Linked DNA regions of Mus musculus: all the other regions are linked to region 3. The links are chromatin contacts, called in public Hi-C and promoter capture Hi-C maps. All regions are on one chromosome and are shown on one strand. The core of a region is the stretch at or near the end of the contact, and the rest is flanking DNA. Distances in the headings are between cores, read along the strand shown. Region 1 holds the start of Aars2 (alanyl-tRNA synthetase 2, mitochondrial). Region 2 holds the start of Plcl2 (phospholipase C-like 2). Region 3 holds the start of Oard1 (O-acyl-ADP-ribose deacylase 1). Region 4 holds the start of Polr1c (polymerase (RNA) I polypeptide C). Region 5 holds the start of Cdc5l (cell division cycle 5-like (S. pombe)).

The links. Promoter capture Hi-C pulls out the DNA fragments that hold promoters and counts their contacts. Hi-C and Micro-C count contacts between places; a contact is called where the count stands out from the background. Capture Hi-C pulls out chosen DNA fragments and counts their contacts.
Region 1: a contact with region 3 is called in a Hi-C map of regulatory T cells, with 5 times the contacts expected there. The contact joins the promoter of Aars2 here to the promoter of Oard1 in region 3. A contact is called at or near these places in 2 of 484 Hi-C or Micro-C datasets (CD4 T cells and regulatory T cells) and 1 of 9 other capture datasets (liver).
Region 2: a Hi-C map of B cells shows a contact between it and region 3, with 5 read pairs. The contact joins the promoter of Plcl2 here to the promoter of Oard1 in region 3. A contact is called at or near these places in 1 of 484 Hi-C or Micro-C datasets (B cells) and 1 of 115 datasets of contacts at active chromatin or transcription factors (large pre-B cells).
Region 4: a contact with region 3 is called in a promoter capture Hi-C map of pre-B cells, with 5 times the contacts expected there. The contact joins the promoter of Polr1c here to the promoter of Oard1 in region 3. A contact is called at or near these places in 2 of 39 promoter capture datasets (neutrophils and pre-B cells), 1 of 484 Hi-C or Micro-C datasets (CD4 T cells) and 1 of 9 other capture datasets (liver).
Region 5: a contact with region 3 is called in a promoter capture Hi-C map of liver, with 5 times the contacts expected there. The contact joins the promoter of Cdc5l here to the promoter of Oard1 in region 3. A contact is called at or near these places in 1 of 484 Hi-C or Micro-C datasets (CD4 T cells), 1 of 115 datasets of contacts at active chromatin or transcription factors (thymic regulatory T cells) and 2 of 9 other capture datasets (adipose tissue and liver).

Annotation. Positions count from the first base shown.
Region 1 is chr17:45,505,527-45,508,226 of GRCm38.p6, forward strand. Aars2 (alanyl-tRNA synthetase 2, mitochondrial) reads left to right here and starts at 1,315. Exons shown (of 22, transcript NM_198608.2): 1 at 1,315-1,555; 2 at 1,993-2,184. The coding sequence starts at 1,328.
Region 2 is chr17:50,508,270-50,510,969 of GRCm38.p6, forward strand. It overlaps Plcl2 (phospholipase C-like 2), which reads left to right and starts at 1,278. Exons shown (of 6, transcript NM_013880.3): 1 at 1,278-1,668. The coding sequence starts at 1,339.
Region 3 is chr17:48,408,584-48,411,283 of GRCm38.p6, forward strand. Oard1 (O-acyl-ADP-ribose deacylase 1) reads left to right here and starts at 1,417. Exons shown (of 6, transcript NM_001289490.1): 1 at 1,417-1,789; 2 at 2,245-2,321; 3 at 2,681-2,700. The coding sequence starts at 2,283. Nfya (nuclear transcription factor-Y alpha) reads right to left here and starts at 1,237. Exons shown (of 10, transcript NM_001110832.1): 1 at 1,043-1,237.
Region 4 is chr17:46,246,688-46,249,387 of GRCm38.p6, forward strand. Polr1c (polymerase (RNA) I polypeptide C) reads right to left here and starts at 1,358. Exons shown (of 9, transcript NM_009085.2): 1 at 1,208-1,358; 2 at 1,042-1,113. The coding sequence starts at 1,276. It overlaps Yipf3 (Yip1 domain family, member 3), which reads left to right and starts at 1,393. Exons shown (of 9, transcript NM_145353.2): 1 at 1,393-1,641; 2 at 2,154-2,351; 3 at 2,492-2,598. The coding sequence starts at 1,561.
Region 5 is chr17:45,432,335-45,435,034 of GRCm38.p6, forward strand. Cdc5l (cell division cycle 5-like (S. pombe)) reads right to left here and starts at 1,373. Exons shown (of 16, transcript NM_152810.2): 1 at 1,057-1,373. The coding sequence starts at 1,101. It overlaps B230354K17Rik (RIKEN cDNA B230354K17 gene), which reads left to right and starts at 1,497. Exons shown (of 3, transcript NR_130961.1): 1 at 1,497-1,893.

The sequences.
Region 1 (2,700 bases), core at 65-2,564, 2.9 Mb before region 3:
TAGATATACAGGCTTGTCAGAATTCACTATTGCTATAGAAACTCAAGTCCAAAATAGACTATGTATTCCCCGAAAAGAAGCTGTGCTTCAAAAGTTCAAAAGACCCAAATAACACACAAAGACTGGTGGCCAAAAGAGCCCCCTGGGTGGCCAAGGCTGTCCTTCTGACCACAAAGACCTCAGTTCTGTAACCTCTAGTGCAGTGGCTCTCAACCTTCCTAATGCTTCAACCCTTTAAAACAGTTCCTCATGTTGTGATGGCCCCTAACCATAGAATTATTTCATTGCTACTTCATAACTGTAATTTTGCTATTGTTACAAATCGTAATGTAAATGAATGATATGCAACCCTATGTGGTTGCAACCCACAGGGTGAGAACCACTGCTCTGTTGGGTCTTAAACTTGGCAAATCCCTTTCTCTTCCTAGATCTGCTAACTTTCCCAGACTAAAGGTCAAGCAAGGTCATCATGAGAAGTCCTTGAGCTGTCTAGCTGCACCCACAAGGTCTGTTACCATAGAAAGGAAGTCAAGGGGACTGGGCCTGCCAGGACAGGTATCTCTTTTCTCTCAGCAAAATTCAAAGCCTCAGGGCCCTGGGAGGCTCATGGAAAGCCATCGCCACAGCTCTCAGCCAACAGCTTTGTCCTGACCTGTCGACCTGGATTCTCTCATCCCCAAGCAAATTAAAAGACCAAATGTCATTAAGCAATTAATAATGGAGCAGATGCAGTCTGGCTTCTGTGTCTCCACCAGACTCCTGCTCCAAAGAACCTGCTTCAGTCCCTAAGGACAAAGTGGCTCTGCAAACCGAGGGCAGAAGAGGACCTGGCAAGGTCTTAGAGCAGTGCCTGGCACTTACGCAGGGTTCTTGACCACCTCTTGAATACTCACGATCCCTTGGCACTCTTCAGCCTGGATCAGCACAAACCACACGGTCCACGCACCGAATTGCACCCACACCTGTTCCTTTGCAACTCCACAAAATCAATAGCACAACAACCATTACTGCCAGAATACAGATTTTGGAAGCAGAGGCATTGTGTTAATATTGCTACTAACGTTCAAAATACAGCCTAGCATGTAATGATCTTTTTATAATTATCTGTTCAATCCTGGATGAATTAAGGGCCTACTCTATGCAAAGTTACGGTATGCTGAGCCGCTCGCCAGGGGAAGAAGTCCCCTTCTTGGGGAAACACTTTCACTAGAAGCTGAGACTTGCCCCCCCCCCAAGTCTTCCACCCGCCAGGGGCCGCTGTAGGAAACACTAGGCGTCCTTTCGAACGTCACTCTTTGACCCCGCGAAGCCGTTGCCCGGAGCTAAGATGGCGGTGGCGTTGGCTGCCGCAGCCGGTAAGCTGCGGCGAGCCATTGGGAGGTCGTGCCCATGGCAGCCTTTCTCAACCGAGCCCGGTCCACCCCACGGAGCGGCCGTGCGGGACGCCTTCCTGAGCTTCTTCCGAGATCGCCACGGCCACCGGCTCGTGCCCTCCGCTACCGTGAGGCCGCGCGGCGACCCCAGCCTGCTTTTCGTCAATGCAGGCATGAACCAGGTAGGGGCGGGGCCACACCGATCGGGGGCGGAGCTCGGGAGTCAGCCTGAGAAAAGCGCTTCAGGATTGGACCAAAAAAGTGAGGGGCGGAACTCTGAGTGGAAGAGAGGCTGGGTAAAATGGGGTGGGGGCCTGGTTAGGTCTTGGGGAATTAGCTTGGAAACTTGTGGGGAGAAATTAAGTTTATTATCTCTGGATAGCAGCTGTGAAGTCCTGAGGGGCAGGCTCTGAGTGGAAGACTATTTAAATAAATAAAATTCATCCATTGAGTAGACATTTATTGCACTCCTGCTAGGTGCTTGGTAATATTCTTGAAGCTTTGATTCTGTCCAACCACTTCCCTTATCTGTAAATTTTACTACTTTTTACTAGGCAGAGTCTCTTGTTTAAGTTCATTTACCTCTTCTCTACCCTTCCTGACTTTTATGTGCTTCTAGTTCAAGCCCATCTTCCTGGGCACAGTGGATCCACGAAGTGAGATGGCAGGCTTCCGACGTGTAGTTAATAGCCAGAAGTGTGTCAGGGCTGGAGGACGCCATAACGACCTGGAGGATGTGGGGCGTGATCTCTCTCATCATACGTTTTTCGAGATGCTTGGCAACTGGGCTTTCGGGGGTGAATATTTTAAGGTGAGTTTCCAGGGAGCTCTAGAGTTAAAGTCTTTGAACCCTGAGTGCTGGATGTTGTGACCAAGAGCTAAACACAGTGTGTTATAGGGGAGACAGAAAGATGACTGGGTTGGTAAAGTGCTTGTGGATTCCCCAGAACTCGAATTTAAAGTGCGGGCTAACGGTGTGTGCCTATGATGCTGGAATGGCCAGATGGGAGATGGAAACAGATCCCTGAAGAAGTTCACAGACAAGCTAGTCTGGCCAACATCAAAGTCCCAAGCTAATGAGAGACCCTGTTTTAAACAAAAATTAGCTCCTAAGTACAGTCACCCATAGTTGTCCTTTGACTTTCACAAGCACATGTCCACATGTTACAGGTGTGTACACCACACATACACGGGCACGGGCACACACATACACACACGACATCCAATAGGAAAGAATATGCCTCACTTCGCTGATTGAAGGAAGGGGTTGTCTCCTGCTTAATGGCTATTTAAAAGTTAGCTGAGCAGATAGCCAGGCAGCTGTATT
Region 2 (2,700 bases), core at 28-2,527, 2.1 Mb after region 3:
CAGGCTACACAGTGGCCCTGCGTTCTTCCTTGGCTCCAGGAATGGAGGTTTAAGGAAAGTATTTGCATATGAGAGCGACATGTTAATCATTGATTTTTGATCCTGTCCCAAACGATGGTCCTGATTTGGATGGTACCCACTAGGGGTTGAACAAGCAAGTCTCTCTAGTGTCAGGTTTAGGAAAGACACAGACTACAATGATAAACCTCCGTGGGACAACCCAGAGGCACCAAATAAACTCTGCGGAGGTCTTCTGTCTCTCAACGCCTGCCAGCCATGCCATCCCTACCCCAGATCCTGGCAACCTGTCGTGCTCATTGAGTTTAGCAGCCCAAGGACACGCAAGAGGATTGGTTTCTGTATGGGAAATGGGTTTGCTCCACTGAGGAAGCCCAGGGGGAGCAGGGTGGGAAGGGAGCGGGTTCCGAATGAAGGGCTGGAGCTGGACGCGAGGTGCAGCGGCCAAGACCACAGCCCCAGGACCCTCAGCTCGCCCGCGGCCTGCGGGTTCGCTGTCCCCCTCGGGATGCCTTCAGGTGACTGACAGCTGGCTGTGGCGTGCGCCTCGCTGAGCCGGCCTAGGAGAGCGACCACAACCGCAACGCCCGTGCCCGGAGCCCGGACGGGTCCCCTCGGCCTGTAGGGGGCAGCGCGAAGCCCGGGAGGCGATGGCCGCGGGTAAGTGGCGGTGGGCCCGGGGGCCATCAGAAGCCGCCCTGGGCCTCGGCTGAGCCCTGAAGGTGTGGGGGGGGGGGGGGAGACTGACGGGCCTGGGCGGAGCCGGGAACCCCGGAGCCCCGCGCGCCGCGCCTCCGCGTGTCGCCAGCGCCGCGGAGTGGGCGCACGTGTCCCTCGCGCCCCGCCGCCGCGAGCTCGTCGGTGAGCGCGGGGCCGGAGGGGACGCGGCGCTCGTCGGTGAGCGCGGGGCCGGAGGGGACGCGGCGCGCGGCGGTGGGCGCTGGCGCGCGCGCGTTATTTTTGGCGCCCGCAGCGGCGCGTGTGCCGGGGCGTGTTTTCCTTCCCCAGGTGCCGGCAGCGGGGGCGCCGCCGCCCAAGCTGACTCCTCTCTCCTCTCTCTCTCCCCGACCCCGGCAGGACCCCAGAGGTAATTCCGCCTGCACGACGTCCTTCGCGCCGGAGGCGAGCTCGCTGCACGCGCCACATCCCAACCAAAAAGAGAAAGAAAAAAAAAAAAAAGAAAAAAAAAGAAAAGAAAAAGCGGAAGAAGCGGCCGAGGCGGCGGCGGCGGCGAGGAGGAGGGGCCGCGCGCAGCGGCCCGAGGCGGCGGCGGCGGGGACGCGGGGACGCGGCTTTGTGCAGGCGGGTCGTGGGGCGCCCATGGCGGAGTGTGGCCGGGGCGCCGCAGGAGGGGCCCTGCCCACCTCCCCGAGCCCGGCCCTAGGCGCCAAGGGCGCCCTGAAAGCCGGAGCCGGGGAAGGCGGAGGTGGTGGCGGGGGAGGTCGCCTCGGCCACGGGCGGGCGCGCTATGACAGCGGCGGGGTTTCCAACGGAGACTGCAGCCTCGGCGTGTCCGGGGACGAAGCCCGGACCAGCCCTGGCAGGGGACCTCTAGGCGTGGCGCTCGCGCGGACCCCTAGCCCAGCTGCCGGTCCGGTCCCCAGGGACAGCAAACCGGGCGGCCTGCCCCGCCGGAGCAGCATCATCAAGGTAAGTAGGAGACCCGCGCGCGTCCTTGGGCTCGCTTTCCCCGCCCCGGAGAAGCTGTGGCGGAAGGAGGCGATGCAAAATGAGCCCACTGCGAAGGGGAAGCCAGGGTGTAGGGGTGTTTGGAGTGCTGGAGCAGGGATTGGAAAGCTGATGGCATTGGGAAAGAATGGAGAGGTGATCTGAGTGTGCAGGAGTGCTGTGCTCTGACATCCCCAGAGCAACTTGGGGCTGTCACCTCTCTCCAGATTGACTTGGAATTAAATGGCCTTGTACCTGCCTGGGTAGGACAGGCTTTTCAGAGGCAGCTTAGCATGGTGGCACACTCCCTGTAAGGTTTCTATTGTATTTTAAAGGACAGGGATCATGTGAAAATATTTTCTCAAAACCCCAGGCAATGAACATATATTATTTAATAGATTTCTTCTAATCTACTGGGTAATTGGTTGCCCCTTGCAAGTGATTGTATTTGGGGAATGTAAATACCTCTCCTTCAGTTACTCGGAGAAAGGGAACATAAACACAGATTTCCTCTTTTTTAGCCTCAAAAGCTCTGAGAGAATACAGTTCCGCACAATTTAATTCTTTCCTAGCTGCTATAAGCAGGCCTCTCCAAATTAGCAAGTTTCTTTGGAATGGTTTTTGCTTGTTTTTGTTTTTGTTTGTTTTGTTTTTCATGGTGCTATTTAGAAAGCCACCAGTTGTTTTGTGAATTTTAAATTTCAAGAGGTGACATTAAGAGTTTATGGTGGCTTCCTTCAAACATTGCAGTGTAGTTGCAACATAAAAATATTTCTTGTGACTCGAAGTGAAAAGAGAAAGTTGATAAGCTACGAAAAGTAGAACCTTGAGCCAGATCAGCCCATTTGGCTTGTTCAAATATGGAGCAAATATGGAATGTTGCTTTTTGAGACATGAAGGAGTTTTTAGGACAGGCCAGTGAGTACTGTCTGGTGCTAACTCATCCTGTTTGTGGCTGACAACCCTTAGGAGACAGGTCAGAATGTGCCAACAGCACAGAGTTGACACTGGTGG
Region 3 (2,700 bases), core at 167-2,666:
AGTCAATCTCCACCGAGCAGACATAGCTCCTAGCCCTACTCGCTTGCAGCACTTGGGTGACGTCCGCCAAAGACTAATAGCTAGCAGTCCTTGGAAGACTTCCTGTCCCCCGAAGGGGGAAAGAAAATCTAAGCACGTGTAAGTTTTAAAACATCAGTTGAGAAAACGTTCGCGCGGGATTTCAAGGTGTATTAGAAAAAAGAGACACGAGTGGGCCGAGCTATTGAGTGGAGAGATTAAAGGAAAACAAAACCAGAGAGCATCCAAGGGAGAAAAGATCAAGGGAGGAGACAGGGATAATAGGAACTGCGAGATGTGTGCCCCCAATCATTAAGGATGCACAAGGGTTATCAGTTCTGCAACAGCGGCGTTTCAAACACCGAGACACTGAGCAAAAAGAGGAAGAGTGCTTGGTTGGGCTCCAGCACGGAGGTGTGCCGGCACCGCGGGCTGAGCGGGGAGGAAATGACGAGCCAGAAAGGGGTGGTAACGGCGCCGGCCCGGGAGCCCCGGTGGCGGGCCGAGAGGAGGGGCGCGGCAGGCGCGCCAACGGCCCCGGGGTGGGTCTTGGGAGGCCGCGCCGCGCGTCTCAGTCTGGCCTCGCTCCGGATCTGTAGCCCCAACTGTGCAGAGCTCAGGACACACGGGCCTCGTCGGGGCCCGGAATGTGGGGACACACAAGGACAGGCCGTAGGATGAGGCTGGAACGACGTGGGGAAACCGCCACGGTCCGTGGCTGGGCGGTCAGCCACCTGACCTCTCGGGACCGAGGATCGGGGACCGGTGGCGCATCCGCCACCGGCCCCCGGAGACGATCCAGATCCCGAAAAGCCTGGCTCCAGGACGCCGTCCCAACGCTGGACGGCCCCTGCAGGCCTCCACCAACTCCGAGCCGGGGCTACTGGCTACCCAGCTCGGGCAGCCTCGGCTCGACTCCCGGGCTCGACGGACGCCTGGGCCTCTCCTGAGTGGTCAGCGAGACCCGCCAATCGGGGCGCTGGGGCCGGCTCTGGGCCGCTGGATATTGGCTCCTCATACTCACCGTGCCTCGCTCCCCCGGTTCGCTGCCCGCGCTGATTGGCTCCAGTACCGGACCCCGAAACCCAATCAGAGGCTCCAGCCGCCGCTGCCGCCGCCACTGCCGCTGCCTCGCAAAATGGCGAATCTGAACAAAGGGGAATCGGGCCTCCCTCCAACCGCCTTCGCGCAAGCGCCTTCGAGACCACGCCCCATAACCCCGGCCAGCCTGGCCCCGCCCCCTAGGAAGAGCACCGCGCAGGCGTTCCAGAGGCCACACCCACTTCCTGGATTTGACACCGCCTCCCGCCAAAGGCCTACGCAGGCGCCTTTCACACGCTCCGTACGCTGCTGCTTAAACACCTCCCTGAATTATATACCACGCAGGCGCTGACACGCCCCCCTGCCCACCTATTTCTAAGCGTCCACTGGGACCCACCCTCTGGGGCCGAATGCGCAAGCGCTCTTCTTCTCCAGTCGGGGTCGGCATCTCGGTACGCATGCCTGAGCGGTAGCGGGAGCCTACGGAATTTCCCGCCGGAAATTCTGAAGCCCTTACTACCGAGAGCGGGCGCCGCTACCCAGCTAGAGAGGCTCACTTCCGCCCCGTTAAGGGATGGGGGCGGCCATCTTGAGTGTGCGTACAATCAAAAGGCTTTGGCGGGATTTGTTGCGTGTCGGGACTCTTCTGTTGCTTTCCTACCTACGAGGGTTTCATCCCGAACCCTTCCCTGCTTGGAGGAGGGCCTGCTGACGGCCGATTCCTTTGCAGGTGAAGGATGACCCCCCAGTACCCACTTTTCTGCGGGATCCCAGGGTTGCCCTCCTTAGGGTAGGAGGAGAGACGGGGAAGTCTTATCAGACCTTCCTTCCTGTACCTCCAAGACTGGTGGTGATCTTCCCCTGAGAAGCAGTTCTCGGCTCACCCTGCCGCTCAGTGTAACTGTGGCCAGGTCTTTCCCGTTCTAAGCTATATTCTCTGGGAAAATTCTGGACTGTCCTAAACCTTCCCTGCTAGAAGTAAGGAGGTGTGTCTTAGGACCGCCTTTGCTTCGGCTCCTGGAAAGCTGTTTTGTGTTGCCTCTTAGAGGCTGAGTGAGCTCACATCCAGAAAGAATACCTTAAGGAGGTGGGGAAGACTAAATGGGTTGTCAGGGTGATCTGAACACGCTATGTTCGGGCTGCCTGAGCGGTATTTTTTTACTTGCTTTTCCTTTTCATTAGCAGAAGGAACTCTTAAATTCTGGAAATAGCGACTCAGTAGCATGGCCACCCGCCTTAATGAAGATCCAGAAGGAAGTCGAGTGCGTAACAGCTATTAAATTTATCGGTGAAGTGAAAATCAGAATAATTGAGGTCAAAAGCATAAACACTTTTTAATTAAACCAATAATTGGATTCTCGCCCCTCCCTGTTTGTTTCTCTCTAGCTGATTTACTTAGAAAAGGCTAATACAACCCTAGGCAGATAATAACCATCCATCACTTTCCTTTTACAGATACTTTAAAATATCGTGGTTAACTCCTAAGTTGGGAAGAGTTGTCTTTAATTCAGAGTGTCAGAGAAGCAGGGTTGAAGCAGTGGGGGTGGGGCTCTGTTGAAGATCTGAAAGGAGAAATAGTTTTCTGTTTTTAACCTTTTTTTTTTTCCTTTGCACGTTTTAGATCACTTACGTGAAAGGAGA
Region 4 (2,700 bases), core at 108-2,607, 2.2 Mb before region 3:
CCCACACAGTAAACGTTCCTGTCTCCTAGGTTCTAATCCCCTGGCTGACCTCCACCATGCTCCTGGCTCAAGCAAGCACATAGACTTCACAAGCAGGCACCTGAGTGTACCCTCATTCTTGTTCTCCTGCTTGGCAAACGACACAGCCAGCAACAGTTCCCCAGTGCCACTGGAGAAATGGCTCAGCTATTAAGAGCACTTAACTGCCCTTGCAGAAGAACTGGGTTTGGTTCCCAGCACCTGGTGGGACCTAACATTCTCCTCACACTGCAGGGATCACTAACACACAGTGGTGCACAAATACACATGCAGGCAAACACGCATATCAAGAAAGTTTTAGGGTCCTCAAGTTACAAAGTCCTTTCTCTCACACACTGCCTCCCCAGAGCACTGGTGCAAATCGTCTAGTTCTCCCTGCCTTACTCCGTTAGTACTGTCTGGAGTTCATCTATGCCCCCAATTTCAGCCTGCATACACTAGCTGGCAGATTCACCAGAATTCATTCCCTCCTGGCTATCAAGATTGCAAAATGTTATCAGTCTACTCAAAAATTCTAAATTGGGCGTGGTGGCTCATGCCTTTAATCCCAGTGCATGGGAGGCAGAGACAGAAGCAGGTAGATGGCTGAGTTCAAGTCCAGCCTGGACTATAGAGAGAGTGCCAGGGCTAAACAGAAACAGTTTCAAAGTGAATTTTAAAAAAATCATATATAATGAAGCTCCAATCAGGCCTTCACTACTCAACTTTTATTCATAGTTCAAAGCTTAATTCAAATGCCATTCCCTTCACTGACCTTTAACTACGTCCCTTCAGTTAGCTGGATTCAGTGCATCAATGATTCCTGACCATATCCCAGCCATCTTCACCGCTATCTTACTATTCTGGAATAACTTGTCTGTGTGGTCCATTATCCCACCGAGAGCAACCACCGTGTCTGACCCGTCCATGGAGCTCAAGCGTGTTGTATGGAAACAGCGACCCCCACCCCAACCTGCGAGGTCTGGCCCCTCGGGCCGACTGGGCACCTTCAGCTCTACCCACCTTCTCGAAGCGGTTCTGGTCCCAGGCATCATCATAACCGGCGTAGTTACCGGGAAAGTCCGTGGTGTGGACCTAGAGCCAACAGAAAGGGCAGTGTGGCCAGCCTTCACACCAGGCCTCTACTTCCCCGTGCCGCCCTCATCCTTCCCGCGCCCCGATCTCTTACATTGCGAACCCCAAACTCTCCGAGAACCACGCGAGTCCGCATCTCCTCCACCGCCTGAGCCGCCGCCATCTTCCGCCACTCGCTGTAAAAGGAGGCGAGTCCGCGCCTGCGTCTCCGCAGCAACGCTCGGGCTCCCGCAATCTTGAATGTCGCGAGATCTTGCCCCGCCTCTGTCCACGTCCTTCACTTCCGGACGTCAAGTGGGGCCAAACATCCGGGTTTCTCCCTTCGGCGTCCCGGCGGATCCCCACCTTGCCCGGGCGGTCGCCCCTCTGAACCTCTCCCTCCCTCGGACCCGGGTCGCACGCTCTTCCCACGCGCGCGTGCTCCAGCGACGGGAAGCCTCGAGGGACATGGCGACTCCGGCGGCGCCGGCCAGCGGCGTCCGAAATGGTGCTGGCCCGGAATGGGGAGGCTTCGAAGAAAACATCCAGGTATGGAGCGCGCCTGCTGCCAGCAGCCCCGGGCTGGCGGCGTCCGGACGGTGGCTGCTGTTCTCTCTCGCGGGGCCTAGAGGTCGGCTCCGCTGAAACGCAGCCTGTCCCCTTTGAGTCTTCCCGGGGAAGGGTGTAGCTCTTGTGCTGGCGTGAAAGGGACAAACTAGGGCTCCCGCGGGCCTCGGCTCTCTGTGGGGGCTGGAGGCTAGGATCCACTGGCACCCCCTAAAAATAGGCTTGTTTGAGAATTGGGAATGGCAGATGGGCTCTTTTGCAACTCTTTGGAGCTTTGAGGTGGAAAGTAGGAAAACAACGTGGATTGAAAATAAATAGTAGGGTTTCCAGGACCACAAAAGTGACGCGACCAAGAGTTGCCACCACTGAAAGAGTGGCAGTTCCAAGCCATGTCCTCGGCAGTGGAAGATCAAAGCCTCAAGTTGTCAGCTGAGCGGAGAACGGGGAGGATGCAATGGAAGGGCCCCTCACTCTCCGAGCCGTTGTCTTCACAGGGTGGGGGTTCGGCTGTGATTGATATGGAGAACATGGACGATACCTCAGGCTCCAGCTTCGAGGACATGGGTGAGCTGCACCAGCGCCTGCGGGAGGAAGAAGTAGATGCTGATGCAGCTGCTGCAGAAGAAGAGGATGGGGAGTTTCTTGGCATGAAAGGCTTTAAAGGACAACTGAGCCGGCAGGTAGCAGATCAGGTAAGCCAATGGGGAAAAAAAAAAGGACCTATGCATGTCCTAAATTGATCGAGGTTTTCCACTTAGACCCACACGTAAATCTCGCCGAGACTGAATAACAATCTAGAGCCAAGAGTCTCATCATACCCATTTCCCTTCAGATGTGGCAGGCAGGGAAGAGACAGGCTTCCAGGGCCTTCAGCTTGTATGCCAACATTGACATCCTCAGACCCTACTTTGATGTGGAGCCTGCCCAGGTCCGAAGCAGGTGAGGCGCCTTCTCTGAGACATCTGTCCTCACATCTAGACCCTCATCCAGACTTCACTCAGACTCAGAGCCCTGAGCTCTGGTGGACTCCCCTACTTGCAA
Region 5 (2,700 bases), core at 123-2,622, 3.0 Mb before region 3:
TACTGCTGTCTGATGAAGACAACAGCAACTCATTTTTTTTACTGAAAGCCTACTAATGTACCCAGCTGCGTTCACAATGTTCCAAACTGGCAACTCGTTTCAAGAGCTTAAATACAATTATTTATTTGTCTTATAAAAATGAGTAATCTGAGGCTCTCAGAAGTAACTCAGCCGGAGCCACACAAAAGTGCTTGTGAAAACAAAGCTGTAGTAAATGAAAAATAGGTGCCACCAAACCACTAAACAACTAACTCTCAACGGGACGACCAACGAATGGGCCAGGAGGACTCTAAGAAGTGTTCTCAGCTAAGTTTGGAGCATGTTCAGAAAGATGCCAAAGCAATAAGGAGCTATCTCAAGAACGCACAAGACAGACGGAAAGGTGCTCATACATTCGGCGCACTCGATTAAATGCACGTTAACTTAATTTCTATTTTACTTCCTTCCTTCTGCTGTTCCGCTCACCGTGACATAATCTACAACATTTCTGGACGCAAACACCACCGTAGGTAAGTTTGTCCTAACTGGCTTCTATCCCGGCAAGGGTGGCGTGACTGGAAAGGTAAGAGAAAGGACCCAGGTCCTAAGATAAGCAGAGAGGTGCAGACGTAAACGGGCAGCCTGTCCGGCTGTAAAGAAGTCACGGAAAAAACAAAGTTGCAGCCACAACGGCTTCTAACAGAGCGAAGCGCTGTGCACGAGCTGAGATCGAAAGGAGCTGGAGAAACACCAGGCTCCGGGGGAGGTCCGGTCGGCGGCCACCGGGCTGCAGAAGACACCGAGGGGGCGCGTCCCTAACTGATCAAATAAGTGATCAAGGGCCTAGCAAATGCCAAGCGAGGAGCGCCGGGCGACAAGTCGCGACCTCGCCCCCGGGGTGAGCCAGGTGACCCGAGCCCGCACCCATGCACCGCGAGGGTCCCCGGGGTCCGCGCAGTCGCCGCCCCGCACCGCAGACCCCCGCGGGACAGCCACGGCTCCCGGAGCTTCCCCGCGCGTGCGCACACGCTACCAGAGCCGGCGGAGGGCTGCGGACGGCGGGAAAAGCTGCCTCACCTCCGTGTTCCTCCACACTCCCCCTTTGATCATAATCCGGGGCATCTTAGCGGCAGAGTGTCCCGGCAAGGGAGCCGAGGAGAGCTTCGAGAAAGTAGTAACGGCGCTCCGGGCACGGGACGCAAAAGGCCACTTCCTCCCAAGAGCGACCTTCTGCTTTGAAGAGCTCTGCGCAGGCGCGGCGTGGGCAGCCCCGGGAAATCTCGCGAGATCTTAGCGGCCGAAGGCAAAAGACGCGGGCGGCCAGGCTGCAACCTTAAGACTGATGGAGACTAATCAAACCGCAGGTGCCAAGGCGCCCGACGTGTCGCGCGCAGGTCCGAGACTAGGGTGAAGGAAAACAAAACTCTCGCGAGATGCCAGAGTTGGAACTTGACCGGGAACGCAGTGAAGGGATTGGTCCTGACGTCACGCGGAGGGCAGTGCCGGGGGTGGGGAATAAATGTGAGGGGTGTGGCGTTCCTCAGCACGCTTGGTCCCCAGGGAGCGCTGTTTGTTTGTTTGTTTGCTTGTTTGTTTGTCTGTTTGTTTAACGGAGCGCTGCGCTGGGCATCCCGGCGACCGACGAGGACTTCGCTGAGTCCTCGGGGAGATGCAAACGAGTCCGTTCTCTTTCTAGGAGCTCCAACTCGCAGCGCCAAGCGCCGAGGATGCCGGACGGACTCAAGATCCTAACTCTAACCTGAGGGACTGAGCGACTGCTCGCCCCAAAGTGTTCGCTCTCCTTCCTGGAAGAGCCACAAGGGGTTCGAGGCGACGCCCTAGGGACCCTTGGGAAGCGTCACGTCAGCCGCTTTCCCTCATCCCTCGCTGTTGGGTGTCTGTGGAACAAACTCGGTGAGTTGCGGGAGTCTCGCCCCTGGAATCCGGGGTCGTCCTCTGAAGAGTGGAACAAACAACTTGTTCATCAAATCAGAGGGCGGCTGCGAGTCCACAAAGTCTCGGTGAAGTGGAAATTGTCAGACTCTCTGCCATCTCCTCTCTCTTTTCCCACGCAGATTTCTCCACTATTCCAGAGCAATTAATTACTTGGTGTCACCCCAGGTCCCTAGGGAAAGATTTTATTCCGTGCATAGCGGCTCTGGTTTGTTGTCACTGTTCATGCTTCCGTTTGCCCCTTCTAGAAGACATGACGGATTTTCCGATTCGATTTTTGTTACGATTTTTTTCCTTGAAATAGGAAATTGTATCAAAATATCACTGCTTTCAGTTGAGAGGGAGGTAGTGTAGTGTTATGAAGAACACTTGGGTTTAGTGACCTACAATCTCATTTCACTCCTGTCATCTGACAGGATGACAGGTTAACAAGCCATTTTCTGCCTCTGGTACTCTTTGCAATGCTCTCTTGTAAAGATGTGTAACCATTACCTCCTGCCAACATCACTTAGTTGTATGGTTTTTATCCCACACACCCAGGTCACACACCATTTGGTTGACCAGATCAAAGCAAATCTGAACACTCCTCTCTGGGGATCTTAACGCTAGGATCCAAAAGAGGTCAGTGTTTCTGCTAGCTGATAAGCCTCTAACCTACCAATTGTGTGGCACCTAACAATTGTATTTTGAACTACATGGTCCCTGGATCTAGAACATTCCCAAGTCGTAACTACTTCCATATCCCCCTTTTGGATTTAGTCATTGAAG